Linked DNA regions of Zea mays: all the other regions are linked to region 1. The links are chromatin contacts, called in public Hi-C maps. All regions are on one chromosome and are shown on one strand. Each heading gives the region's core, a stretch centred on a gene start, on an enhancer-like site or on the middle of the called end of the contact. The rest is flanking DNA. Distances are from core to core; before and after follow the strand shown. Region 1 holds the start of LOC100192764. Region 2 holds the start of LOC103626961 (expansin-A23). Region 3 holds the start of LOC100278051. Region 4 holds the start of LOC100285621 (WRKY39v2 - superfamily of TFs having WRKY and zinc finger domains).

What was found. Hi-C and Micro-C count contacts between places; a contact is called where the count stands out from the background.
Region 2: a Hi-C map of bundle sheath shows a contact between it and region 1, with 4 times the contacts expected there. The contact joins the promoter of LOC103626961 here to the promoter of LOC100192764 in region 1. A contact is called at or near these places in 7 of 25 Hi-C or Micro-C datasets (bundle sheath, ear, leaf and 2 more).
Region 3: a contact with region 1 is called in a Hi-C map of ear, with 4 times the contacts expected there. The contact joins the promoter of LOC100278051 here to the promoter of LOC100192764 in region 1. A contact is called at or near these places in 7 of 25 Hi-C or Micro-C datasets (bundle sheath, ear, endosperm and 2 more).
Region 4: a contact with region 1 is called in a Hi-C map of leaf, with 6 times the contacts expected there. The contact joins the promoter of LOC100285621 here to the promoter of LOC100192764 in region 1. A contact is called at or near these places in 11 of 25 Hi-C or Micro-C datasets (bundle sheath, ear, endosperm and 3 more) and 2 of 3 datasets of contacts at active chromatin or transcription factors (leaf and seedling).

What each region holds. Positions count from the first base shown.
Region 1 is chr5:140,907,578-140,914,395 of Zm-B73-REFERENCE-NAM-5.0, forward strand. LOC100192764 reads left to right here and starts at 2,723. Exons shown (of 3, transcript NM_001137960.2): 1 at 2,723-3,046. The coding sequence starts at 2,915.
Region 2 is chr5:141,147,852-141,154,669 of Zm-B73-REFERENCE-NAM-5.0, forward strand. LOC103626961 (expansin-A23) reads right to left here and starts at 3,772. Exons shown (of 4, transcript XM_008647324.2): 1 at 3,292-3,772; 2 at 2,948-3,187; 3 at 2,921-2,945; 4 at 2,320-2,827. The coding sequence starts at 3,454. The coding sequence ends at 2,515.
Region 3 is chr5:140,679,676-140,686,493 of Zm-B73-REFERENCE-NAM-5.0, forward strand. LOC100278051 reads right to left here and starts at 4,284. Exons shown (of 6, transcript NM_001354131.1): 1 at 3,877-4,284; 2 at 473-802. The coding sequence starts at 4,045.
Region 4 is chr5:141,089,181-141,095,998 of Zm-B73-REFERENCE-NAM-5.0, forward strand. LOC100285621 (WRKY39v2 - superfamily of TFs having WRKY and zinc finger domains) reads right to left here and starts at 3,698. Exons shown (of 3, transcript NM_001158512.2): 1 at 3,080-3,698; 2 at 2,836-2,949; 3 at 1,786-2,734. The coding sequence starts at 3,558. The coding sequence ends at 2,176.

The DNA of each region.
Region 1 (6,818 bases), core at 1,473-3,972:
AGACGCTGCGGTCATACTGAAAGGCGTGAAACCATCTGTCGCCAGCCCAATACGAACATTCCTCTCTTCACTAGCAAATTCTATATCGAAGCTGTCCAGGGCCTTCCATGCGTCGCTATCACACGGATGCTGCATTACCCCATCCTTCGGGGGCTTACGATTCTTGCGCCACCTCATGCGGCTCGCAATTCTACTAGCCAAGAACAGACGTTTCAGTCTTGGAGTGAGACGCATCCAGCGAAGCTGCTTATGTGCCCTCTTTGTTGTCACCTTCTCCCCTTCTTCGTTTACCACCTCTATGTACCTCGACAGGCCACATTTCAAGCATTTCTCTAGTTTCGCACGATCGCGCCAATATATCATGCAGTTGGACGGGCATATATCGATCTTCTCATATGGCATTCCCAAAGCCTTTAGCAGCTTCTTTGACCGGTAAATGTCTTTAGGCACCTTATGATCGGCAGGAAGGACATCACTAAACAAGTCCAAAATCGCCTTATAACATTTGGCTGAGCAACCAAACTTTGACTTTATGCTCATTAGACGGGTCACGAACTGGAGGATGGTAACCGTTGTGTGTCCATGCAGAGGCATTTCTAAGTCTTGGAGGAGTTTGAACAACTCTTCAACCTCTTTTGTAGGCGGATCTTCAGGATTGTTGACAAACTCTGCCTGCATATCTTCTAACATATGATCCAATCGATCAACGTTTTCACCGTCATCCACCTCCATCTGTGCTGATACTATACTCCGTGACTCGCCGTGGTTATCCCAAACCTTATAACCTTGAACATACCCATGACTGCAAAGGTGTAGTGCCACAGTTCTCTTGTCATGTGACTGGATGTTCCCACATTTGGTGCATGGGCACCTAATCACAGCGTGGGTTGACTCTCCACGAGCGTTCTCTAAAAACTTTTCTGTCTTCTGAAACCATTCCTTTGTGTGACATCCGCCCTTCTTCCAACCAGCATACATCCACTCACGGTCATCTTCCATGACTAGGATGGCTCAGTTTTGCTGTTGTGTAAACCACCAACCAAAAATTCAGCATATAAGAGCGATGCACGTGGCTTAGGTGATAACCCTACTATAGGAAAGGACATAAACCCACCCGAGAATGGAGGCGGCCGCATGCGACTCGTGACGTGCCCGATGGTCCGAACGAAATTTCGGCAGCATAACCCCGCTGTTCTCCGAACACACGCCTATCATGGTGCGACGGAGAACAACTGGGTTATGCTGCTGAAATCTCGTTCGGACCAACGGACACGTGCACGAATCACATGCGGCCACACCCATTCTCCGGCTGTCCAAATACGTGGACAATCCCGGAACCACGCACATCACAAGTAATCTTGTGTTTGGACCGAATGAAACTATACAATCTATGCATCCATAGATTGTCTAGGTGCATTAGGCCCAAACATATGAATAAATGTGATGCATGTGCATGCTTCCAGAACGGGTGACGCCTAGGGTTAACTACTGGTCTGCGCACTTAACCCTAAAACTCTAGGAAAATAAACAGTGTATCATACTAATCAAACTACCACAACGTAGTTAACTCCCGTCGGCTTAATCAATACAATCAACCAACCGACGGGAATAAACATATTTTCGATATAAATATAAATATATATCGCAATGATATAATTTTAAATGATTTCAATCTTACTGTCTCAGTGGAGGTTGCAGCGGCGTCGGGGGAGGGGACGGGCGGGGGCAGCGGCGTCGGCAAGCCGCGGCGGAGGACGGGACGGGCGCGGCGGGGTCGGCGGCGGCGGCGTAGGCGCTGGCGGCGCTCGGGCGGGGCGGCGCACGGCGGCGGCGGCGCAGGCTCGGGCGGCGCTCGGGCGCACGGCGGCGGCGGCGCAGGCTCGGGCGGCGCTCGGGCGCTCGACGGCGATCGGCGGCGGCGCGGGATGAGTGGCCGGCGATGGAGAACGACCGCGCGATGAATAAAGCCTGGGCGAGTGGCCGGCGCGCGCGTTTTAGCCGGGCCCGCCCTAAACCCCGTCGGCCGTAACGAAGCCGACGGGAGATAATGTAGCTCCCGTCGGCCTCCGGACTAACCGACGGGAGTTATTTTATCTTCCGTCGGCTTCGTTATGGCCGACGGTAGTTAATTAACTCCCGTCGGCAACCCTAAAAACCGACGGAAATTATTATGGCCGACGGGAGTATTCAGTTTTGCTGTTGTGTATGGTGCTCAACAGCAGCCAACAGAGGTAATACATGACAGTGAAACAGTAGAAACTAGCTTTATATAGTACATAATAATGACCAGAGAACATGTTAGGAGTGTTAACTCAATCTGTCAAACACAAGCTGAACTTTTTAAAGGGATAACACAAGTTAAATTGAGGTAACAGTCCAGGAAAGCTTGACAGACGTTTGTTTAGCTTAACGTTTTAAGACTGTATTTAACCGATCGTTCATATGACCATAAAAAATATAAAATACTGTTTTGACACTATTTATATTAAAAATTTAAAATAAAGAATGTAATAGAAGATATGATCTCACGCGCACGCGCTCAACCAAAGCAAGACCCGTGGAGCGCAAGCGCCTGTGTACAGCGGGCTAAAGTCCAGTACAGCGACCCGGAACAACGGGGCAGCACTCACCCGGCCCGGCTATGAGCCCAATACGGGCCCACTTTGTACAGCGAAGCGAGCAAACCCCTTCTTCTCGCCTTTCTGTCGCGCTTCTTCTCGATCTTGTTCGCGGAGAGGGGTGACGTGATTGACGATTTTGACTCGAATCATGGTGTGCATCTCTACCAGATAGAGAGCTGACCTGAGGTGGAGACGCGGATCGTGGCTCCTGGGGTGGAGGTACAAGCGTACAGCTCAATAGGAGATCAAGAGTAAAGAGTGTGGGGAGGGGAAGGACGCGATATCGGGGGAGGATGGTGCTTGTGCTTGCGCTGGGGGATCTGCACATCCCGCACCGGGTGCCCGACCTGCCCGCCAAATTCAAGTCCATGCTCGTGCCCGGCAAGATCCAACACATCATCTGCGCTGGCAACCTCTGCATCAAGGTATCCTTTACCTTCCTCTCTTCGATCGATCTTACAGTCCTCATATGTTCAATTTTGTTGCGCTGGCTAGGTCCTATTGCTGTGTGGATAGTTGCATCACGAGAGAAATCATAATGGTTCTTAGGTCGCTGGGATCAGTAGCTTCGCTGTATGATTCTACTGCAGTCGTTTGTTTGGTTCAGTTGCCCAGCGTGTGTGTGGTTATTTTGGGCTCCAGGATAGCAATATCATCGATCTGGTCTCTATAAGACTATAACCGGATTTCATCTTGTGGTTTTTCGTTTTTGTTGTGGCAAAGTGAACTGATGATCGATGGACCCAATGATCAGTAATCGTACGATCACTACTTTGCATGATCAGTACACCAATGGCACATCTTACTGCTTATAATCATTAGAACTCTTTGCAGTTCTTGTTAAATTGTCAAGGGAAAATTTTCAGCCAGCATCATGCTCGCCATGTCTATGTTTATTATGCATTATGCAAGTGTAATAAGTTGTGGATTAACCTGAATACCATTCATACAGTAGATTGTAAAGTATATTGGCAAGTTGTTCTTAATCACACAATCTTCACAATCTCCAGGAAGCAAAAGTATCATTTCCCGATGGCTAAATTGCTACCTGTTCAATTTTAAGTTCTTGTCATCATATAAGCATGCCAGTTGAGATGTTTGTATTTGGCATAGTTTAATCTTCTCTACTAATATAGTTTATCAGATGTTTGCTCATAAGTCATAAGCCACAAGCCATAGCATAAGTCCCAGATCCTCTGGCTGAGCGTATTTGTGATCTCTAGAGTACAGTGGACTTAGGGTTAGGACTTAGGACCAAGAAGTTGTCATCTATTTGGCATCATTTTATCTTCGAATATTGTAGAAGGTGAAGGTGAAGTCGAAGCTAGGACAGATAGGCTATTATATCTTGGTTTTGCTTACAAAAAGTTTGTACACAAAATGACATATACTTCCCCCAGTCAAATAAACATGATGTTTCTGAAAGGACAATTAGCTTGTTTGCTGCTTGTCCTAAACATAGTGCTTTAGATAGTGCTTGGTTCTGAAGTATGGTGGGACGGAAATTGGTTCCATGTAGGACAGAGTGGCTCTAAAAAGAAAAAAAATTATGTTTAAATGTTCAACCATCTGGCTCCCCAAAATCTCCTGGACAGAGCCGCTCCCTGGCATGGAGCCGCTCCATCCAACTAACTCCGGAACTAAACACTACCTTAGTGACTACAGGGAGTAATTTGGCCTTTTTTATATGTTGTAGGTTAATAGCTTTAGCTTAAATTGAAAATACACCAACTTCGAAAGCTTTCTATGTTGGAAAGAGTGTTTGACATGCTTGGCTTATCTTTCTGTGCCATCATTGATTTACTGAATTATCATTTTGGAACTGGAAATAGATGAAGAACTTTCCCCCAGTCGCATATACGTGGGAGATATGGTAATGCAGATCCTAGCTTGTTCGCTGCGGCTTTAATCCGGCTACGACTTTGTCATGGACCTTCGGTCCATGGGGGTAGCTGTCTTCTCCGGCGAGGTTATACCCCTCTGCCGCAGGCTTGGTTCTAGGGTAGCAACCCTAGGCGCTTGAGAGTCTGTCATGAGAGAGAGATTGGTTTGATAATATATTCCTTATTCCTTTGTCTCCTGCGTACAGGCCTATATATAGGCCACCGGTTGACCAACTAGGCAACCACTAATTAGGCAAGTGACTAATTGGAATTATCTCCCTACAATTTAGGTCTATCAATTTAGCCACCAAATCAGTCACTTTCCTTTGCCATGCCTTCCTTGCGCGCGCTTTCCTTTGCCATGCCTTCCTTGTACGCGCTTTCCTTTGCCATGCCTTCCTTGCGCGCGCTGCTGCCAGCGCCCGTGCCTTCCTTGCGCGCGCTGCTGCCAGCGCCCCCTGCAGCCTCTCGCTTTTGGCGCGCATAGGTGCGGCCCCACATGAGTGACCGCTCCCTATGATGCCCATGACATCTCCCCCTCCCTTGAGGACCAGCTCGTCCTCGAGCTGCCATAGACTTACCTGACACGAAATAAGGTTAAGCCTTTTACATCTCAGCTTACCTTTACTATTTAAGACGAAAATACAAAATAATTGTGGAACTAAAATATAAATTTGAACTGCAGCTATGTCCTCCTGTCCTCCTGGATCCCAAGGAAAGAGCTGAACTGCGGCCTTTACGTTGGATGAAAGGTGGAGGAGGAACCAGCCCATTCTTATGTTGGGTCTGTCCAGCACCAAGGCAGGTGCCCGAATGAAGGAGACGACCCTCTGTGGCCGTGCAGGGGGGCTGCATACCTAGATCTCGACTTCTGCAGGTGGTTCAAAAAGTATAGACGAGACCTGGTGGTTGGGCGCGCAGGCTGCGAGTTGGTGCAGCGATGAGCTGATCAACAAGTGCAGCTTCCGCACCGCCCGCCTAACAAGGAAACCGTGCACTGCGGCTTGCAGGCGCACCACGGCCTGCTCATGTGATGACGGCCATGGGGTGGCCCTGGAGGCCACAACAAGGTCCTTCTCCCCACGAAGGGACTGTACCTGGCGGCGTGCCAGCAGGGACCCTCGCGCTGCCGTCTGAAGCCGCACCGCTGCTTGGAGTTCCTTCTCTGTCTTCTCCTTATAGCGGTGGAACATCACAACGAACTGATCCCACTGCTCTGCGAAGCGGCCAAAACTCTCTTTGAGCCGAGTGAATGCATCTGGAGTTGGAGAGGGCGGGTGGGAGGGCGTTGCGGCGGCTGATGGCGCGGCGGCTGGTGGTGGTGAGGGATGGGCGGCTGGTGGTGGTGAGGATAACCTGGAGCTGATACCAGGTGTCATGGACCTTCGGTCCATGGGGGTAGCTGTCTTCTCCGGCGAGGTTATACCCCTCTGCCGCAGGCTTGGTTCTAGGGTAGCAGCCCTAGGCGCTTGAGAGTCTGTCATGAGAGAGAGATTGGTTTGATAATATATTCCTTATTCCTTTGTCTCCTGCGTACAGGCCTATATATAGGCCACCGGTTGACCAACTAGGCAACCACTAATTAGGCAAGTGACTAATTGGAATTATCTCCCTACAATTTAGGTCTATCAATTTAGCCACCAAATCAGTCACTTTCCTTTGCCATGCCTTCCTTGCGCGCGCTTTCCTTTGCCATGCCTTCCTTGCACGCGCTTTCCTTTGCATGCCTTCCTTGCGCGCGCGGCTACCAGCGCCCGTGCCTCCCTTGCGCGCGCTGCTGCCAGCGCCCCCTGTAGCCTCTCGCTTTTGGCGCGCATAGGTGCGGCCCCACATGAGTGACCGCTCCCTATGATGTCCATGACAGACTTCTACAGTATTTTGTCTCTATGGATTGCAGTGCAACAACTACGGCTTACACAGGGTTGTAAACACTGACTGGAAATCGACCTAGTAGAAGTGTTTGTCTTAATGAAACCTTCATACTTGGTTAAGTTGTCCTTTTTTTAAAAGAACAGTTGAAGAAGATGCATGTCACCTTGATGAAGTTGGGTATGGATGTATGCCTAGACCACCGAGGTCAAGTCTTTTCCGAGGCGACTTTGGGTGCCTATTTTCTTCTTAAGAAAATGTCAGTTCCTCTTCCTCCTAGGTTGGTCTAGTTGTGTGTCTGCATTTTATAATCTTGATGAAGTTGGTGCCTTTTTTCTTTTATTGGTATAGTTTGTCTAGGGGGTTGGGGGTGTATCTATGCTCGTTGGAACGTGGAAGATGCTAGAGTATGTTGAAGGGCTCTTAGATTTGGGCCTATGATGCT
Region 2 (6,818 bases), core at 2,522-5,021, 240 kb after region 1:
CGGGCGGGCGGTTGGCGAGAATATCGTGTCGTGGGCTCCATTAGGCAGTTCCTTCGGAGAAGACCAATAGGAGCTAGGCGACCCTGACACGCGGGCCCGGAGAAAGCAATCCAGCGCGGCCACTGCTGCGAGAGCGTGCTCTGCGGGCTGGCTCCTGGAGTCCTGGTGGGTCGCGGGGGGAGAAAGCTCCAAGCAGGCCACAGGGGGAAGCGCAAGGGCCAGCGCTGGGCCGATGCGCCCGAGTGGGCCTCAACGAAGGGAGAAAGAAAAGAAAGAAAAAAAGAAAGGGTTGGCCGGGTGGGCCGGTGGAGTGGGCGGCCCAGGAAAGAGGGAGGGAGGGAGGACTGGGTTCCCTTTTCCATGTTCTTTTCCTTTTGTATTTCTTTTGCTATTTGCTATTTAGTTTTTTTGGTTTATGAACTCCAAAATTCAAATGTACTTCGTGAATTTTGAATAAATGCCTAATCAGAACAAATTAATCATACAAAAGAAAGTGATGTCCCGGCATGCTATGCAACAATCAAGGCATCTTTAGGGTTTTATTTACATATGGTACGGACATAAACCCTCTACTACTTTGAAAAGGAAAGAAAGGAGCGAAAAGGAATAAGAGAGGGAAGGTAACACCTAAATTTGGTGGATATTAGAGAAGAAATTTTATACCTCCAAATTCAGGGTGTTACAAGGACAGAACATAATTTGTATATATTGAGAACTAAGGAACTTTCTCTATATTTAGAGGACACTGTTGGAGGGTATAGAGAAGTGAATCTTTCCTATATACAGTGTATAGAACACTTTATTCAGTTTTGCTACAGTCAGGCTTAGGCCCTATTATGAGTCCTTTAAAACACGGAGCCACTAGATCTCTTAAAATGAACGAAGTCGTCACTGGCGCCTCACTGTCATGGTCACATCATCTACAATTAAATCTTGAAATGGATCCAAGAAGTACCTGCATCAAGTTAGAGATTTCACCCTTGAATGGCAAATTTTGTTACAAGGAATCTAACTAACTAAAACTCAGTTTGCAAACCAAAACTGGATGATAAGGGAGCCTAGTCCACACACTCCCCACCACACTTGTCCAAGCGCAAAGGAGTACTTTGTGATGGATACATAGATTCTTTCTTTTCCCTTAGCAACTTGTCGTTTCTCTTGTCTCTAGTCTCTATTCTTTTCAATAGATCTATATAGGTTCATAACTTATATACTAGAGAGGTATATGATGAGGACTAAGAAATGTAGGTAGTCATACCTTTAGGGTTGAGGTGGACCATGGTAGTAGGAGTCAGCGTAGGATCTAGAAGTTGAGCGCCCATGTTCTGTTTCGATTCTCCTCCTCCCCCTTACATAGTGGGTACTTGGGGCGTAGTATCAGTAGCGTCATAGGAACGTTGGTTTCTAAGGGTGTCATATCTTAGGGTTTGGTAATTCTGTTCACTAGGCGCTAGAAAGAGATTAGATCTCTTGTGAATTGTGGCAACTAGGGTTTAAGAAAGCACATGAATTGGCTTCCGTCTCAGTCTCTGCCTCACCTTTTTATAGTGCCTATGAGTCAAGGGTCACAACCATAGGATAGGATCGTACCCCCGATTTTGGTGCAATAAGTTGTAGATTGCCCCATACTGAGTTTATTGGCAAAGTTCAAAGACATATCATGTATTCTCGTGTTTGTTCTTGGCTTTTCTCGTTCTTTGACGATGTGGAGCTTGTTCTTCGTTTGATAGATTCTTGAACACCTCCTAAGAAGACATGTCATGGAGGAGCACATGAAGGTTGCTTTAGAGTTGATAAAAACACTTAGAATGCTGCCAAATCTCGGTGGTAGATGTGATGAATAGTAGGTTAGGAAGAAAGTAGAGTAAAAAGGTATAAGTGTTGTATGTTTTGACCATTGGAAGTTGGGATCCTCAATCTTACATGATCTCTAATATATAGAGGGGGAATTTTTGTCCTAGTAGGAAACGAACCCAAAACACGGTCCTCAAGTTTTCGACGTTAAAATAGATCAAAAATCAACTTGAACACCAAACTAGCTCGAACTCAATAGAAAAGTTGGCTTACGCAACTAGGGAGTCGACTAAGCCAGTTTCCTTAGGACTGAGCACGTCACATAGAGCAGTTTGCTTAGCTGGCTGGTGGAGCCGGCTAAGCAGACTTTGGGCTGAAGAATCGACTTAGTCGACTCTGTCATTGCATGTGGTGTCTTCTCCCTTTATGCTTATTTGTTTCATTACTTGTTGCACTAGATATTTTTCTAGCACCATTTTATTGTTGGAAACTCGTTAGTGTGGTCTAATCTTTATATCGATACACTTTAGAATGTCAACAGTATTGATAATGTGTCATGGAGAGGTACACAGTCAATTTACAATATATTCGTAGTGAATCATTGAGACACAACTACTAAATGCATAGATTGTTTTGTACAAGCTGTGTGTACATAATGTAGTACACTATAGCATAAAGAATTCTATTGAGCCTACAGGCCCTTGCAGCTACGGCGAGTCCTCACTTAAACTGCAAATTGCTTGTGAACGTCAAGCCAAAGGTCCAACCAGCCGGCACCACATTATTAAATACGAGTGTTTGGTCATCTGTGATGGTGATCCTGAACGAGAGCCTTTTCCCGGAGAGATATGACATAGAGTGCCAGTTTGCGCCCCAATTGCGTGCCATGGGCATCCAGTCCGTGGAATCGGAGCTCTTGACAGCCATGGATTTGATGGAGCCAGCCCCTCCAACGTTGGTGACAAGCACGAGGTTGAAGTAGTTGTGGCCATTGATCATGAACCTGACTCCACCTCGTCGAACGCATGGAACTCTGCATAATGTAGTATAGAACAAGATCCGTTCCATTTATTATTAGAGATCGTTAATTCTTTCGATTGCTTAACTAGTAGTTCATAATACTGACCTCTGGTAGATGACGGGGATGATGCGTGCGGGCGCTGCTGATTGCACCAGCCGCCGTCGGGCAGCGCCGAGTTGGGCGGGCAGAAGTTGGTGGCGGTGACGGTCACCGTGACGCCGGACTTGCACAACGTCGGGGCCGTCTTGCGGTCGCACGCGATCTTGTAGCACTGTCCGCAGGAAGCACCATCCTGGAAGAGCACTGTGCTAAGAGCCGCCGTGCGCGAGCCGTACCCCTGGGAGTACAGATTCCCGTAGCCGCATGCACCACCTGCGTGCCATATATATAGATGTTGTTCTTTCAGCGATGTGCAATACATATATATTTTGACAAAGCAAGAGGCAGCTCGATCTGCTAGCTAGCTAGCTAGTTACCCATGGTCCCGGAGGCATCAGCTCCGCCGTAGAACGTCGCGTGCGCCCTCAGCCATCCGGTCGGCGACGGTGCGTTGGCTGCGACGACGCCATCCGCTGCCATGGCCAGCGCCCAGCCGATTGTGACCAGAACCACGGCTGGCAAAACTGGAGAAGGAGCCATTATTCCTCCAATCGATGGATGGACGGATGTGCCGATCAACTGCACGGAGCTAATCAGAGCTGCAACCGTGCCGACAGGTAGATTGTGCGTGCGTGAGATCACTTTTTCCTTTGTTGATGTGATGTGATTTGTCAGGTAGATTGTGCAATGTTTATGTCCCTGTGTGCTGTGCTGGAGTATATATATGCAAACATAAATGCAGCCGTTGATGTAGTACGTAATCTCTACTCAATTGGTGTCTTGAGGTTACATAAACAGATGCTGTGCGTGGTGTGGAGGCGGCGCGCTGCGGCAGGCTAGGGAAGGGAGGATGTAGACGCGCTAGCGTGCACATGCGCCGTGGCCGCTTGAAGTCGGAAGATAGAATATAAATGCAGGCGCGCAGACACACTTGCTTTCTCGTCTCGCTACGCCAATCGTCGGCTCATATTCATCTGTTGGACTTTTACTCTTTTTCATATTCAGAGTTGAGTTAACACGTACATATTAGGCCCTGTTTGGGAACACAGTTTTTCCAAACTGCAGTTTTTCAAATACTAAAGTATACTTTAGTCATGACATTATTACAGTTTACAATGCTTCAGTTTTCGAATACAACAGTATCCAATACATCAAGGTGTTTGGAAAAAACTTTGGTTGAGACCAATCAGCCAGAGCGGGACCCAGCTGGCGCTCTCTTTACAGAGAAAAACTTTGCTTGAGACCAAAGTTTCTAAAACTGCAAAACAAGTGCAGTATTTACAATACTACAGTTTAGTATACAGAGATTTCAGATGAGTTGTCAAACACCTCAAAGTATATAATACCACAGTATTGCTCAATACTACAGTATTGCTTCAATACTGCAGAAAAACTTTGTTCCCAAACACCCTCTTACTCTCACTGTGTCAAAATACAATTCGTTTCAGACTAATTATATATTAATTAATATATGAATGTAGCTTGCATATATGTTTATATTTATTATCATTTGAATAAATATGGACAGAAAAAAGTGGGTTAGAAAGAAGTATATTTTGAGACGAATGAAGTACTAAATAGTACTTCTCAGACATAAGAGAGACCCCAATTTCACCTTATCTTGCTTTCTCGTCTCGCTACGCCAATCGTCGGCTCATCTTCATCTGTTGGACTTTTACTCTTGTTCTACGTACATGACCAGAGCAAGCATGCGTCTTGGATTGTGACTTTTGAAGGCAAGGCTATAGCTTTGAATATTGTTTTGCGCGCGGTTTCCTGTTGGAGTTGAGAGTACGTATGCTCCATCCCTTATCCAAGGAAGCACGAAGAAGCCGCCCGGTCCAACGAATGCACCTGCTCCGGCCGCCGCGGCCGGGATCAAAGATTCAGAGTTGAGTTAACGTGTAAAGGCAGGAAGAATGCCGGTCTCGCAATCACTTCCTCACTTTTTTTATTTATCTTTGCTAATCAACCGTACATATTACTCCCTCTTTGCCAAAATACAATTCATTTCAGACTAATTATATATTAATTAAGTAACATGTGAATGTAGCTTCCATATATATATATATATATACACTGTATTTATATATTACACCCGGGTGCATTCAATATAGAGAATGCACCCAGGCCGAACCTACGCGCCAGGAGCACCTGGTCCGAGCCAACCGTCCCACTCAGGCCAAACCGACGCTTCGTCTTCGTCCTTCTCGCATGCTCCCGACAGAATGCTACAATTTTCGAACCAGACCAGCAGTTGCATCTAGTTATATAGAAGTTGCAATCACACCAGACCAGCAGTTGCAATTACACCAGACCAGCAGTTGCAATCATATTTTTTAACAAAATTTCTCAGAGTTATTCAGTACTTGCAATCACATCAGAGCAACTCAGCAGTTGCATCCACACCACACCAGTAGTTGCAATTACAACACACCAGCAGTTGCAATCATTTTGTTTACATTTTTTAACAGATATTTGGGTAGAATTATACAGCAGTTGCAATCACACCTAATGCGGGGTTGCAATCACACCACACCAGCCGTTGCAATTACACCTCTTTGTCCTGACACTAAAACCAGCCAACTTTGCATAGTCAAGGTAAAAGAGGTAGGTTTCTTCCCTTGTATCAAATGTTTGCCGCACCCTGGGGACAAACACATCAAGTATGTTTGCATCCTGCAGAACAACACGCAATTATGAGTTTGCAATTAGCGGATACCCATAGTTGCAATCAACAAGCAACAAACGTTGCAACTGTAGTAACAACACAGCATGCAATGGTAATCAAGGAGTAAAAACAGAGACTCAAGTTTGCAATTAGAGGATACTCGTGGCGGGGCCAGGGAGGCGCGCGTACAGGAGGGCCGAGGGCGTGCTCTTATGGGGAGGCGTGCTCAGAGTGTTATTGCACCCTGTGTGCATTCAATATAGAGAATGCACCCAGGTGCATTTTAGTGCCGTATATATATATATATATATATATATATATATATATATATATATAATCATTTGAATAAATGTGGACGAAAAAAAAGGGTCAGAAAGAAGTATATTTTGGGACCGAGGGAGTACTAAATAGTACTTCTCAGACATAAGAGCGATACCCCAATTTCACCTTATCTTCGCTTTGGAATGTCCTCAACAACGCCCTTTATATCTGCCGGCGTTTTGGACCCGCGAGGACCCTCAACCGACTAGTGAATTTGTCGCTGCGTGTCCCTGCCAGATGGGTTGATGCAAGATGGAACACAAGAGGGAGGATGAGGCTTGTATTATCTTGCACCGGGGGGCTCGTAGTAGGGGTTACAAGCGTCGCGCGAGAGAGAGAGGGTCTGGCCCTGAGGTGAGCTGTCTGAGTTAGCCTCCTCTGCGTTTCTCCCACTCTGCCTGCCTCTGCTCTTCTCCGCCCCTCTCCGGAAGGCCCTGGACATCCCCTTTTATAGATACAAGGAGATGGCCCAGCTGTACAATGGGGGTGTAGCTATGTGCTAACGTGGCCGGCGGAAAAGTGCTTGAGCCCTGTATATGTGCTAACGTGGCCGTCGGAAAAGTGCTTGAGCCCTGTAGAAGCATAGCTGACGGTGTGGCTCGGGGTCCTGCTGCCGTTTCTTTGCCTTTGTAGGGAGTTTGAGAGCAATCCGACGTCATGGACGCACGCGGGGAACCATCATTACCTGTTACCGGAGTAATCTAGATGGGACACTGGTCTTGTTCCTTCGTAGCCTGAGGCAGCTAGCTAGGGGTAGGGTAATGATGTATCGCCTGCGGCGCGGTCGGTCCGAGGCCGAGGTCGGGCGAGGCGGAGACTTCTCCTGAGGCCGAGGCTGAGGTCGGGCGAGGTTGTGACTCCTCCCGAGGCCGAGGCTGAGGCTGAGGCCCGAGGTTGGGCGAGGCGGAGACC
Region 3 (6,818 bases), core at 3,034-5,533, 230 kb before region 1:
TAACCAAGCTATTCCATTCTATCTACGCACTTCCACTTACAAAATTTAGTACTAGTATTTATTTGATAGTTTGTCACTTGTTACATTTACAAGATAACATCATCCTTGCAAATCTCCCTGGCAAACATAGTTCCATTGCTGCCGACTGAATATGTCCCACACAAACTTAGCTTCCATTCCAGCTTTGGATGTTTGCCTTGTAATTGTATGAACCAAAGCAGAGTGTAGCTTACTCTACCTTATGGAATGGAAATCAGCAAATAATTTAAGGTTATCTATGTAAATAAATTGAATAAAAGCAAGGCCCAAGGAGGAGAGATGAAGCAGCGAGGAATTTAGTGCACTCAAGAAATAATGTTGAATCAAAACAAGATAACATGGCGATAAAAGTAGTTTGTCCTAACATGGGCAATAAAAAGGAACTGCATCAAATTGTACAATTGCAAATGAATAAAGAAAGTTTATAACTTACCAGATGTTGCACATGGTGCCAAATCAGGCACATTCTTCTGTGATATGAATTCATGTCCCTTAATCTCAGCATCTCTACCAGTTTGTACTGGCTCAAGCTTTAGCCTTTTTGAATAAGGTGGAGCATCCAACAACTTTATGGTCTTTTTTGTGACCATCTTACTATCTTGCTTATGCAAGGATTGAACCATATCATTCGCAACATAATCCCGTTTACCATTTTCGGACTTCAAACCAAAACCAAGAGATTTCTGTATAGAGACTTCCAAAGGCGTCCTTTTACTTCTATAAGACGGAAAGCCTTCTGCATTCTGGTTGTGCTGCTTCACATCTGCACATGTGTTTTTAACATACAAATCAGTAGTGTAGTTTAAACAAACAGTATACATAAATAAAACATTCAGTGAGATAATAGAAATAGCCAGAATACTCCAAACAATGTGACAGAAAATTTTGTAAGAACCCATATAATCATATTCTTCACTTTAACTTTAAATGAATGATTGATATGAAGATATTTTCTAAGGGTATGAACAAGACTCATGGATGAATGGGCCAAAAAAAAGAACAATTCAACATACAAGCAAGCCCAAAGGAGGATGAAGTTATATATGCTCTCAGAGAAAATTTCTGCGTTCAATGGTAATTAACTCATCACATTATCAGCCATGAGAAAACCCTCTAAAGAAAGTTCATGAATAAATTCATGATAGCCTACTATTAAAATTGTGGTTATTAAGGTGTCACCTAGGCGATACACTGAAAATCCGGGCGTTCCCATCGCCATGACCAAAAGTCAGCGGAAGAAAGGGAGGGAGCAAGAACAGAGGAAGAACAGGAGGGTAGAGACCAAGCAAGGCCAAGAACCTGCAGCTGCTGCCATCCCCGCTCTCCAGTGCCAGTGGGCAACTGGGCGGTGCAGCACTTGCTGCAGTCAACTGTGGCACAGCCGGTCTGGAAGGAGACCGCAGCAATAGTCGATTCGAGGGCATATAGCAGTGAAGAAAAAGCAGGAGGGAGAAGTTTTGGGTGGTGGCCATGCATCTGGATAATGGGAGAAGCAAGGTGCGCCAAGGGAGAGAGCATTCACACAAGAGACAGAGGACGAGCAGTGGCGCTGGGAATCTGGGTCCCCATTAAATGTATCCATGTAGGTTACCCAGGGGAGGGTACATGGGCTGGCTGATGGGCTGGGCCAGCTCCTTCTTACTCCTCCCTTCTCCTTTTTTCTTTTTTCCCTTTTTCCTCAGCCACATGTTAGAATTTGTATGGCACTATGGCGTAGCCTTTCCTCGCCTTATCACCGCCTAGGCATCACATAGACATTTGCTAAGTGTTTGGTTCGCCGAAATGTAATGTAAATGGATTACACGAGGTAATGGATACCGATACTTATGTTTGGTTGAGTTCTTTCTAGTAATACTAGGTACTAATATCCAATCCAATTATAACTAGTGACCATTACCGCCGGTAAGGGATCCCATTACCATTCCCTTAACAATATATGAACCAAACATCACCTTGGAAGAAGCTGGCTCGCTACAACTCAGCCATAGCACCTTAAGAACCATGATTAAAATTCCTCTAAAGTAAAACACATTACTCCATAGAAAAACTAGAAAAGATGAATTTATATAAGGTTTTAAAAGAAGAGAGAACAAAGACCACAACACAACAGCTGCATTCTGAAACTTTCCATTACAAAATTGTATTAGATGTATAGAAAAATGAGGAGACAAAATAGATAGTAAAACACCCATTAAAAAGTTAAGTTCCACCTATCTCCCCAGTCTATGGCAAATGAAAATACATGAAAGGAATGCAAGTGCGAAGTACATACAGCAGTAAATAAAACCATGCATGTAAATATCACAATTAGCAAGGGTAACCAGTGTTTGTGCGTTTGTGTCCAAGTTTGATGAACACCCCTAAGGCTCTGTAAGGGAGTGGTCCTTCTTTGATTCTCTGATAAATGACGGAACAGCTCTCTTGCATGTCCCCAAAAATATAAAAAATAAAAAATTAAAGAGGAAAATAGAATTGATCTTAACAGAAAACACACATTATTCACAAAGAAACACAAATAGACAAAAAAAATGAACAAAACTTCATTGCTGGAAATCCAATATGCAACCAAGTAAAATGCAGTCTGCATAACATACAACCAGAATCGGGGTGCAAGCCAACTATAGTGCAGTGTTTGGTTTCATGTTCAAATAAGGAAAGGTTACTGCATGAGTTTCGTCTGAGAACAATTATTCAATTTCAATTGCAAGGAGCTCCAAGGAATTGGCTCCAATGTACATGCAGCAGAGCGATCGAACAAAATAATAGCTTGTCCCGAAAGGAACCTGCTCAGCACAAAGCAGTAGCCAGCTTTTTGGATGGTTGAATTGTTGCAAATTCTGCCCAGTTTTCCCAATAACAACACTCGCAAACAATCATGAACAGATTCGAGGATCACAACATAAATATTTGAGGATTTCTTGACAGGAAATGGGAATATCAAAGAAGCACCAAGTCAAGCAACATAAGTAAACGGGCATAAAATATAGCATATGCACTTCTATTGTAAATAAAACCACCAATACAGTACGAGAAGACAACGACAAAGATGATGGGCATGGTACACAAAAGAAAAGGTTTCATGAAATCAAACAAAGCAAGAAGGCTTTGAAGGAAGGGGACATGTGCAACAGCAAAAGTAGAAGACCAGTTTTGAAATGAACTGATCAACTGAACCATGTAAATGCCACCACGACAACTAGAAAAGACAACTATAGTCTACCAGATAACAAGGGCACTAGACAACCAATTCCAAGCACCTCAAGATCACATAAAAAGGACTATGTACACAGCCACCAGCATTTACAAGCTGCCAAGAAAAAAGAGAATAATATGTAATCTATTGCAGACAAGCGCATATAACCAACACAGACCACAAGCAATAGATCAGCCAATACACGAAAAAAACATCAAAGCTGCAGGCATCATGGTGGAAAGAGATCACTAATCTGCTAAGTAAGTAATCGAACTGGCTTCCCCTTCCTGTACCATATAATTCATTAACATACATCTCTGAACGGCAGCCACAAACTCATCTTCCTCCAAGCAAACATGACCAATTAGCAACAAAACAATCCAGACACAAAATGGAAGCGCAGTCCTCCCTCTCCACCTCCACCACAGAAATGGAAATTACTTGCCACCTGCTAAATAACTATAGCACCCCCATTAATAACAGCAGCAGATGCAGCGGAGTTACATAATACAAGCAGGCAGACGAGGAGTGAAATTAACTCCCCCACCAAAAATTCAAATCACACCCAACCCTTCCACCGTGACGACAACAACACGGCCCCCAGCCAAACATACGACAAGGGAAAGGAAGAAGAGGGGCAATACCACCACCGTGACGCTGATCCGCGTCGGCGCAGCTCCTGAGCACCTCCCCGCTCCCACCTCCGGGGCCACCACCGACGACGGCCCCATCCACCCCCTCCACAGCAGCTGCCGGCGCCAGGATCTTCCCGAACTCCACCTTGGCTGGTAACGGCAGCTCCACCGCATCCATCCACCCGGCCCCGCAAGGCCCAGGACCACCGAAATCGCACCCCCACCTCACCTCCAAAACCGGCTCAAATCAGCGCCGTTCCTGGTCGCGCGGGCGGAGAATCGGGCCACGGGGAGGAGCGGGGCCTCCGATTCGCGCGAGATCTGGTGGGATCGGCCCGTGGCGCGGGCGGCGGCGGCGCGGCGGGGGCAGGAGAGGGGGGACATCTAGGGCTTGTGAGCGGCGGAGGTGGGTGGGTGTGACGGAGGAAAGGGAAAGGGGAGGGAGCGCGGAGGTATATATAGTTTTCGGGAAAATACAAGGCCGAAGTGGGGGCAACGGCCGCCTCACGCACTCGCTGCGAGCCTGTGACCCGGGGCAGCTCAGTGCCGTGTGGTTTTCTGGGATTTCAATCCATTTCCTCTATTTTCTTCGGCTTCTTTACTACTCCGTTTTATATAGTAGTGTCGGAAATTTCTGGTTGAGGGTTCTGGAAGAACCAATCCTGGATATCCGCTGAGATAAGAATTGTTTTGCTTGTGTTCACAGAGTGCTCGAGATATTTTTTTCCTTTTCGACTCCCAGTCAACTTTAGACAACGGAGTGGAATGTTGCACATGGGACTAGATCACCATAATTAATTGCAAAATGATAGATTCTTTGCTCTTCAATAGCAATACAAAAAATATATATATGAGTAAGACGATATAAATAATTACAAAGAGTTCTTCTAAAATACGTAGAGACAAATGTGATATTATGGTTAAAAGAAGGAACTTAATTAGTCCTGTTTCGTCCGCTCGGAAAACCCGAAAACGGTACAGACACCAGAAGAGTACGTGCCGGAACGGTTCAGTCCTTATTTTCGGAATCTAGGACATCTAAGCCCAAAGATGACAAACCACACTCTCAAATGGGCACACGGCCACAAACCCACACACACCGGAGCCCAACAGGAGCCTAAATCCTACCGGCTACCGTCTACGGCCTATCTGTCGAAGTGATGAACTGAAGATTGGGAAACCCTAAGTCCCTAAATGAGGGCCTGTTTAGTTCTATATCTAAGTTACCAAAAAATTGTCACACATTTTTATGTCATATTTGTCTAAGGTGTCTAAGGTTAGACGCTTAAATTATGTGCCACACTTTACTAAGTCTAAGGAAATCTTGTTACACTTTTATAAGTCATTGACGAGTTGGATCTACATAGCTGGAGAAAAATCTATTCATAATTGTGCTCTAAACCAAATATATATCTAACTTGGTCAAACTTGTCTAATCTTAAATGTGGTAAATTGTGGCAAGTGAAGCAATAAACCAAACATCCATGAGTGACACAGATTGCCACGCCATGGTCATATACGTATGCAGCGTGTTTTCAAACTAAGAGAGCAGAACGAAGGAGAGATTAAAGCCTCTAATAACTAGTCGTCGTTATCTAGAGTTTCTTTTCGTTTATGTTTTGGTGTGTGTATCTTTTTCCACATTTTTGTTTTAGTTTTGGCGTTGGTTTCGTTCTGACTTTGTTCATTTTGGTCATTTTTTCTTGGTTAGTTGGAGTATTGGAGCCATGGAGCGTGCATTGCCTGAGACATGAGATATAAGTTTAATGGTTGATATCTTGATACGATATTACATAATCCGGCTAACGTTTTCAGTTACCGTCTATTTTCATTGTGTATCTGTTCGTTGTAATCCGTTCATGTAATCATATATCCCGCTACCGTTTCCGGCCATCCTGCTCCAACTCCTGTTTTCGATAAAAAAAACCGGCCATCTTGCTCCAGCTCCTGTTTTTGATAAAAAAAAATACAGGAACTTGAATGGGAGAGGGTTTTTCCGACTATTTTTGTCTGTTTTCATACCTAGAAGCGACTTGTTAATTTTCCCCCTTCCCGTGTCTCTCAAATTCACTTGTAATATTGCTCTTAATATATTCTATATCTTTACAAAGCAATCAAGTGAAAAGGACTTGCTTTCTTCTTCTTATCTCTACTCAAACTTGGTTAGTCGCCTAGAGGGGGGTGAATAGGGCGAAACTGAAATTTACAAATATAAACACAACTACAAGCCGGGTTAGCATTAGAAATAAAAACGAGTCCGCGAGAGAGGATGCAAAACAAATCTCAAGCAAATAAGGAGTGTGACACAAGGATTTGTTTTACCGAGGTTCGGTTCTCGCAAACCTACTCCCCGTTGAGGTGGTCACAAAGACCGGGTCTCTTTCAACCCTTTCCCTCTCTCAAACGGTCCCTTCGACCGAGTGAGCTTCTCTTCTCAAATCAAAAACCGGGAACAAAACTTCCCCGCAAGGGCCACCACACAATTGGTGCCTCTTGCCTTGATTACAATGGAGTTTTGATCACAAGAACAAGTGAGAAAGAAAAGAAGCAATCCAAGCGCAAGAGCTCAAAAGAACACGGCAAATCTCTCTCGCTAGTTACTAGAGCCTTGTGTGGAATTGGAGAGGATTTGATCTCTTTGTGTGTCTAGAATTGAATGCCTAGCTCTTGTAAGTGGTTGAGAAGTGGAAAACTTGGATACCATGAATGGTGGGTGGTTGGGGGTATTTATAGCCCCAACCACCAAACTAGCCGTTTGGTGGGGCTGACTGTCGTATGGTGCACCGGACATGTCCGGTGCGCCAGCCACGTCACCCGGCCGTTAGGGTTCCGACCGTTGGAGCTCTGACGCTGGGCCCGCCTGGATGTCCGGTGGCGCACCGGACATGTACTGTAGACTGTCTGGTGCACCAGTATGGGCGTGCCTGACTTCTGCGCGCGCTGGCGCGCAT
Region 4 (6,818 bases), core at 2,448-4,947, 180 kb after region 1:
AATATTAAGTTAAATTAAGTTATAGTTTTTTATAAAATCATTTTTATGTTCAAATTATTAACAACATAATTAAACTTTGATTTTCAAGAAATATTTAATAATTGTTTTTTGTTATTTTTACTTATTCCCATTCTAAAATTGAATTTTGGATATATAACATATTTTAAAAGATCCTCCCGCTAATTTTCTCTACCAAGTATTTTCTTAAACAAGAAGCAATGTTACGCTTTTAAAAAATGATTCTTAACAGTGATAAGAAAGAGCTGAAATGATATAATACAAATCTTAGTAACTATAATTTTGTAGTGACTAAGGCGTGTGTTGAGCACATTTATGGTATATAGTACAAAACAATGAAAACCTAAGAAGTTGATTAGCAAGCAAACTTAAATAGTGGGAGCAAATGGCAGAATTAATTAAATTATTAAACATTTCTTTTCAAAAACACAAATTATAGATCAAAGATTCAAAAATATTGTTGATCCGAGCACATTAAGGCCCGTTCGGTCTGGCCCAAAACGTCCTGGAACACGGCTCATTCCATATGGAATTATTTGGTCTAGATTAAAACTGGACCAACCCGAAATTCGTGAACAAAACCAGGCCATTCTAGGTCTTTTCACCCCTCTTCAGCTCGGACTGGAGCCACATCTACAAGCAGTTGGAATCAAAAACCAGGTTTTAGTAAACCGTCAGAATCCACTCCATCTTGGCGTGGAACTGGTCCTGACCTGGAACTAGTCCTAGAGTTTGGGCTGTCGAATAGCCTCTAATGACTTGTTTGGTTGCATAGGGATTGGAGGGGATTAGAGGATTAAGGGGGTGTTTGAGATGGCTCCAGGTTTTAGCTTCAGTGTGGAGTTGTAGTTTATAATATCAATTTAATTAGTTTTTAAAATATTTTAATCTAAATAATAAACAAATTACTTATCTAAATGTCTTTTAAAGGCTTACAACTCTAACTCTGACGATTTTCTAGAGCATCTAATGACCTGCTTCACCAAATTTCTTGGAGCTGGAGCTATCCCAAACAGGGTCTAAATCTCCTTCTATTTCGGTTATAAATAGGAAAGAATTTAATTCCCTCCAATCACTCTCAATTCACCACTACAGAACAAGTCCTAAAGGTAGAAGTGGTAATGGACTCTAGATTTTACACTATAAAATTTAAGGATTAAATCGGATTACAATCGATCTCTATTCCTATTTATTTTAAACTAAAATTAATTAAAAAGTCTAACTTCATATAAAAAAATATTTGGATTATCATCCATTACCCATATGTGTTTCACACAGGCTGCAAACGATTTTAAAGTCATCTCGGTTCGCATTGTCAATCATTATAAGATTCTAGAGTGTAGGTTGTGGTAGTGTGTGACACTGTATGGAGTAGGTTTTCATGTGGCCTGTTGGTGGTCCTAAACAATCCCTCTCCAACTTTTCCTTGACCTCCCTCCAAAGCCCCCCCATGGAATCCATGGGAACACAGCACCCCCTCTGTCCTCCCCTCAAAAAAGTCAGAGGAGATACAAACAAAACCAAGAGAAAAATAACGCTAAACCCCTTGACCTTTTCCGGTCCTCCATTCCTGCTGCAGAAAGCAGCCAAAGCACCGAGCACCATCCACACACACCACACCACAAACGAACAGATCCATCCAACAACACAGCGGCATGGAACCATCATCTCTTCAAGCCTACACAAGAAGAAGCTACATGCAGGAAGAGAAGTTGTTGAGGAGGGAAAGGAAGAAGCAAGAAGAGCCACCCAAGCACACCATCCACTAATCTTCTTTAACTGTTTTTTCACTCCTTTTGTTGGTTCATCATCTACCACTTTCTATACACAAATGCAAAAAAACAGGCACCTAACAAAAGAGATACAAAGTCACAACCATACCTAAAAAAAGAGCAGAAAAAGAACAAAATGCAAAGATGTTGTTCTGAGCGGTGAGGAAGGAAGAACTGCTTTGAGGGTTGATGGATCAAGCTCTGTACTGGTCAGGACTGACTACCGATGCTAGGACTAATACTAGTATCATGATGTCGATGCTACTGATGGATGCATTACAATGGCAGATCAGATGATTTCTTCTACTCTCTTCGCTTCCCTTGATTTTGTTTCATCTACAAAGACGGACGGACGGCACATCATTGTCTCTATCTGTTGGAGAAGTCAGCTCCTGGCGCCGGCTGCCCCTGTGGCTGGCTCGCCGGCGCTGCTGGTGGCCGTCAGCCAAGGGGAGTTTAGGAAGGGCTCGTCGACGACGTCGAAGAGCGAGGGCATGGGCTCCAGTGGTGCCCCGGCGTCAGCTTCGGCGTCGGCGTCGATGTTGAGGAACAAGAGCTCGTCCTCGCCGACCATCTCCATGTCCTCCACCAGCAGCTCGTCGTCGTCGTCGTCCATCTCCTCCTCCTCCATCGACGGCGTGCGCAGCGGCGTCGTGGGCGAGAGCCCCGCGGTCGACGTGGACGCCGGGCTCGGGCTCGGCTGCTGATGCTGCGCGTCGCCGGCACCGGCGCCGCCCACCACCACGGACGGCGGAGGCGGCGGAGGCGCCGCCGAGGAGGGGAACTTGTTTCGGGTGGTGCCGGCGAGCGAGTTGCGGTGGGTCGGCGCCGCGTGGTTGTGCTCGCCGGTGTAGGTGAGGATGAAGGTGTTGGGGTCCGCGCGGCTGCGCTCGACCTGCTTCCGCGCCGCACACCCCTTGGAGCTGCTGCACCGGTAGTATCCCCTGTTCAAGAAATTGAGCAGCAGGCGGTGAGATCGGTTTGCCCCGACGCGACGCCGGCAAGAAGCTGTGAGAGAAACAAGGGATTGTTCTGGCTGACCGACCTTGGGTAGGGGGAGCCCTTGATGGGCTTCTGGCCGTACTTGCGCCACGCCCACATGTCCGACGACGAGCCGTCCGCCGGAACGTGGCAGACCACCTTCTTCACCTGGTTCTTCCTGGAGTGCGCGGCGGAAACAGCGTTAGCACTTAGCAGTATGCATATACCCGAGCTTTCAGCCTCCTCAAGAAACAGTTCAAAGAACCGCTGGCGTGTGGAGAGTGGAGGCACTCAGCAGAGAAGAGTACCTTCTCTTGGATCTTGGCACGGCACCGGGCACCTGCCGCCCGCTCGGCTGCGCTCTGGCGGCCGGAGCGGGGCGCACCTGGGGTAGCGGCACGTCCACGGCTGTAACAGTCGACTGTCGATGCTCTCCTGCTGCCGGGGGAAGCGTTGGCGTTGGCGTTGGCGTTGTCGTTGGCAGAGGCTGAGGCAGGGAAGGCTGGACTGCTAACATGGCCCTCATGAGCTCGTCGCCGTCTTGCCCGCCGCCAGCACCGAGGTTAGGAAAGCGCCACCCGGCGTATGGCTCTGGCTCTGGTCCTTTAGCCAGCGCTGGCACCACGGGCTTCTCCTTCTGCGGCGGCGACGGCGACGGCGACGGCAGGGTCGGAGGGAGAAGCGAAGCAAACGGGTCGGGCTGCCGTGGCGGGGAGAGGCGGCGGCGGCAGCCCAGGCGGACGACGGCGTCCAGATCCCAGTTGTTGAAGCAGCGCTCCTCCTCCATTGCGCAGCGGCAGCAAACGACGACGACGTGGAGTGGTTGAGTTCTTGGAAATGGAGGAAAGTGGCGGAGGAGATAAGGGGGAGGCGCTGACTTTTGCTAGTTTATTGATTGTTTGGGAAGAGTGAGAAGACTATGAGAAGAGTAAAAGGAGAGAGAGAGAGTGTGTGGTGGGCAAAGGCATTGGATCCTGTCCTAAAAAGGGGTGAGGGCTACTGGTCTATGCTGTGGGTTTTTTCTTTTCTTTCTGGTTTCTTTTTCTTTTCTTGGGCCTTGGAGTTTTATAGAGACGCAGCCGCGCAGGCAGAGTCGGGCAGGCAGCCCCACTTGACTTTCTGAGATGTCAAAGGGTGAGAAAATTCAAAGAGGATGAGAGAGAGAAAAGGAGGCTGATAAATGAAATCTACTAAGCAGAGGTTCTGAGGAGATTTTTCTTGATCGAAATCTCTGAACATACGGATGTATAATCGGTTCTAACAAGATAATACACATATTTTTTTCAATCTTTTGGCTATGAGTTGTATCATGAGGATAGATTGTATTGAAATTTTGATTAATTATTAGCATCTAAATGGATTGTATCGATACTATTTTGACTCTGATTACATATTGTACAAAATCTCACTTTGTGTGTTGACGCGTCACGCGTGATAGGATATATGATATACATGCGTATCTTTCTGAACATGGTTGGTAAATCAGCATGGAATTTATTCAAATTTCTATTACTGCTTCAAACCAAATATGAGTTACTTAATGAGGTCCACACTTATAATTGTCTCTAGCAAGGTATATACACTCCCGATTTGCAAATTTTTAGCTGTAAATTTAATGGTAAAAGTCTGCCATGTATTGAAGCTTCCATTATCGGTTGACATTCGAATATAATATGCAACGTTTTAGCTATGACTTCTATACATGAGGATGTTGTGCCTTGAAATTTTCATTAATTATTGACGTATTTGGTCACGGGTTTATGAAATCCAATACACTATATAATCTTTTTTTGTTCCATGGATAGGATATATGAACGTATCCTTATAGATATGATCGATAAATTCTTCCATAATTTATTTAACTTTTATTAGCATTTACCACCAAAATATATTGGATTCGGTAAGACTCATATTTATAACGAGATCTAACATGATATCAGTATTTCAATTTGCAATAATCTAGCTATTATTTTAATAGCAAAAGGATGGCATGTATTGAAATTTTCGCTGTTGTTTTTTGACTTCAAATAGATATAATATGCAATCTTTTAGCTATAATTCGTACAAGAGGACGCCATCTCTTGATTTTTTTAGTACTTATTGATGTTTGAGATATCTTATCTACATTATACATTCCTGGTTTTACAAAATACAATGTATTGTATGAAAACTATTAGCCTATGGATGCATGGATCAGATATAAATACAAATATTTTTAGTAATAGTCGGATATACCATGGTGGAATACATTTTAATTCGTGGTACTATCTAATGTCAAAACATGTCTTGTTTCATGACATCTTGACACGGTTTCATGCATGGTTTCCTCTGTTGTTGTGTTCCTCCACGTTTAAATAGTAACAAAACTAAAATTATGTATAAATAGGATTTAAAACTATGTTTGTTGGCTCCATACTTACAATTACACCCAAGTAGCCAACAAAACGTACATGTTTTTATATTTTACGGTCCATACTTGTAAATGGAAACCGCACCACCAACGTACGAGCACATTGCTAGTACTTTATATTTTAGACTCTCTCAGTAGGACCAATGCAGAAGGGGAAAAGACAAAAGTACCCTTAAAAAATAGAGATACAAATATATTAAAAAGAAAAGGTATATTGAGGTAAGAAAAATGTGTATTAGAAAGTAAGAATGACAATTATTTTTGGATACGTTCATATATCCTAGAGCATTACAAAGTAAGAAAAATGTGTATTAGAAAGTCAAACCATAGTGCATCATGGAGCGGCTGGTGCGTCTCGTTTCCCCCTCTTAGCTTAGCATTTTTTGTGCAAGTCAAACCACATTTGTATCGAGCAGTCGAGTAGCTCTCTCTCATCGGCATGTATGAACCAGAGCAACTGAACACACAACAGAGACGAATTCCAAAGTCAAAATCAAAATCAAAACATATACTTATCCAGCAGTTCAGTGCATGTCTTTAGACCAACTCGTGGCTCGCCACGACCACGAGCAAACCTATGGCATCGCAGCCGACTGGCTGCACGAATCTTGACGATCGATGATGGGTCAGGATTCAGGAGACCCCCCTCCGGCTGCAGTAAATGTGGCTCCGTACTTGCGGGCGGGCCTTTGACTATTATGCAACAACACGTGGTCTCCGTACAATGGGGCCCGGTTTTCAGCGACTCGGTGACGACCTGGGGCGGACGTGGGGGGCGACGACCGCGGGCACAGGAGGCACGAGGGCGTTGCAGAAGTCACACCCTTTGACTGGTTCCTCCGGCTCCATACCCCCGCGGGCCGCGCTACGCACTTGGGCCTTGGCGACCGTCGCGTGCACGCGTCGAAGAGGAGGGAAGGACCACGGCTTTTCACGCGGCGCGTAGCGCTGTCACGCGGCGCGCACTGACAGCTGGGGCCTCCATGTCGGCTCGGCTGGTGTCAGCCTGACGCCACGCGGGGCTTCGTGAGACGGCCCGGTACGGTACGAAAACTTGCTGGCTCCATTGGATTATTATTTTTTGGTCATGTTTAGCCGCGTGCCCGATAGCGTCTGGGTTTTAGGCTTGTTAAATTCGTTTCACGATAGTGCGATATATTTTCGAAATTCTAAATGTCCAACTATGCTATATGTCCACGTTTGTTTTATGTGCAAGTTAGTTATTTATTAACAAATATACATGTGCGTCGCAACCAAATTTACATCTTACGTCGTCGTCTATTTCTTAATCAGACTTCGTATCATGGTTGGACTGGATGTAAGTACACCAGATCCAGGTTTGAAGAAGTCCCAGCTGGATTTGTTCGGCTGTGGATCAGTCCCAGCTGGATTCAATCCGGTTTCTCTTTAAAAAATACTAGATCAGGGGGCGTCCTTTCGGACGCCCTATCCAATACAAAGGAAACAAAACAGAAAGTGGTAAGGATTTGATAGTAGTGCTTGAAAGCTTGAGTGCAAAACAGATAGAGGAATAAAGCAGTAATTAAAGTTGCAGTTGTTCTCTAAATTATTATTATTAGAATGTCATTCAATTCCAATATTCCCTGTGTCATGTTCCTTCCACCAAAAAGAAATTG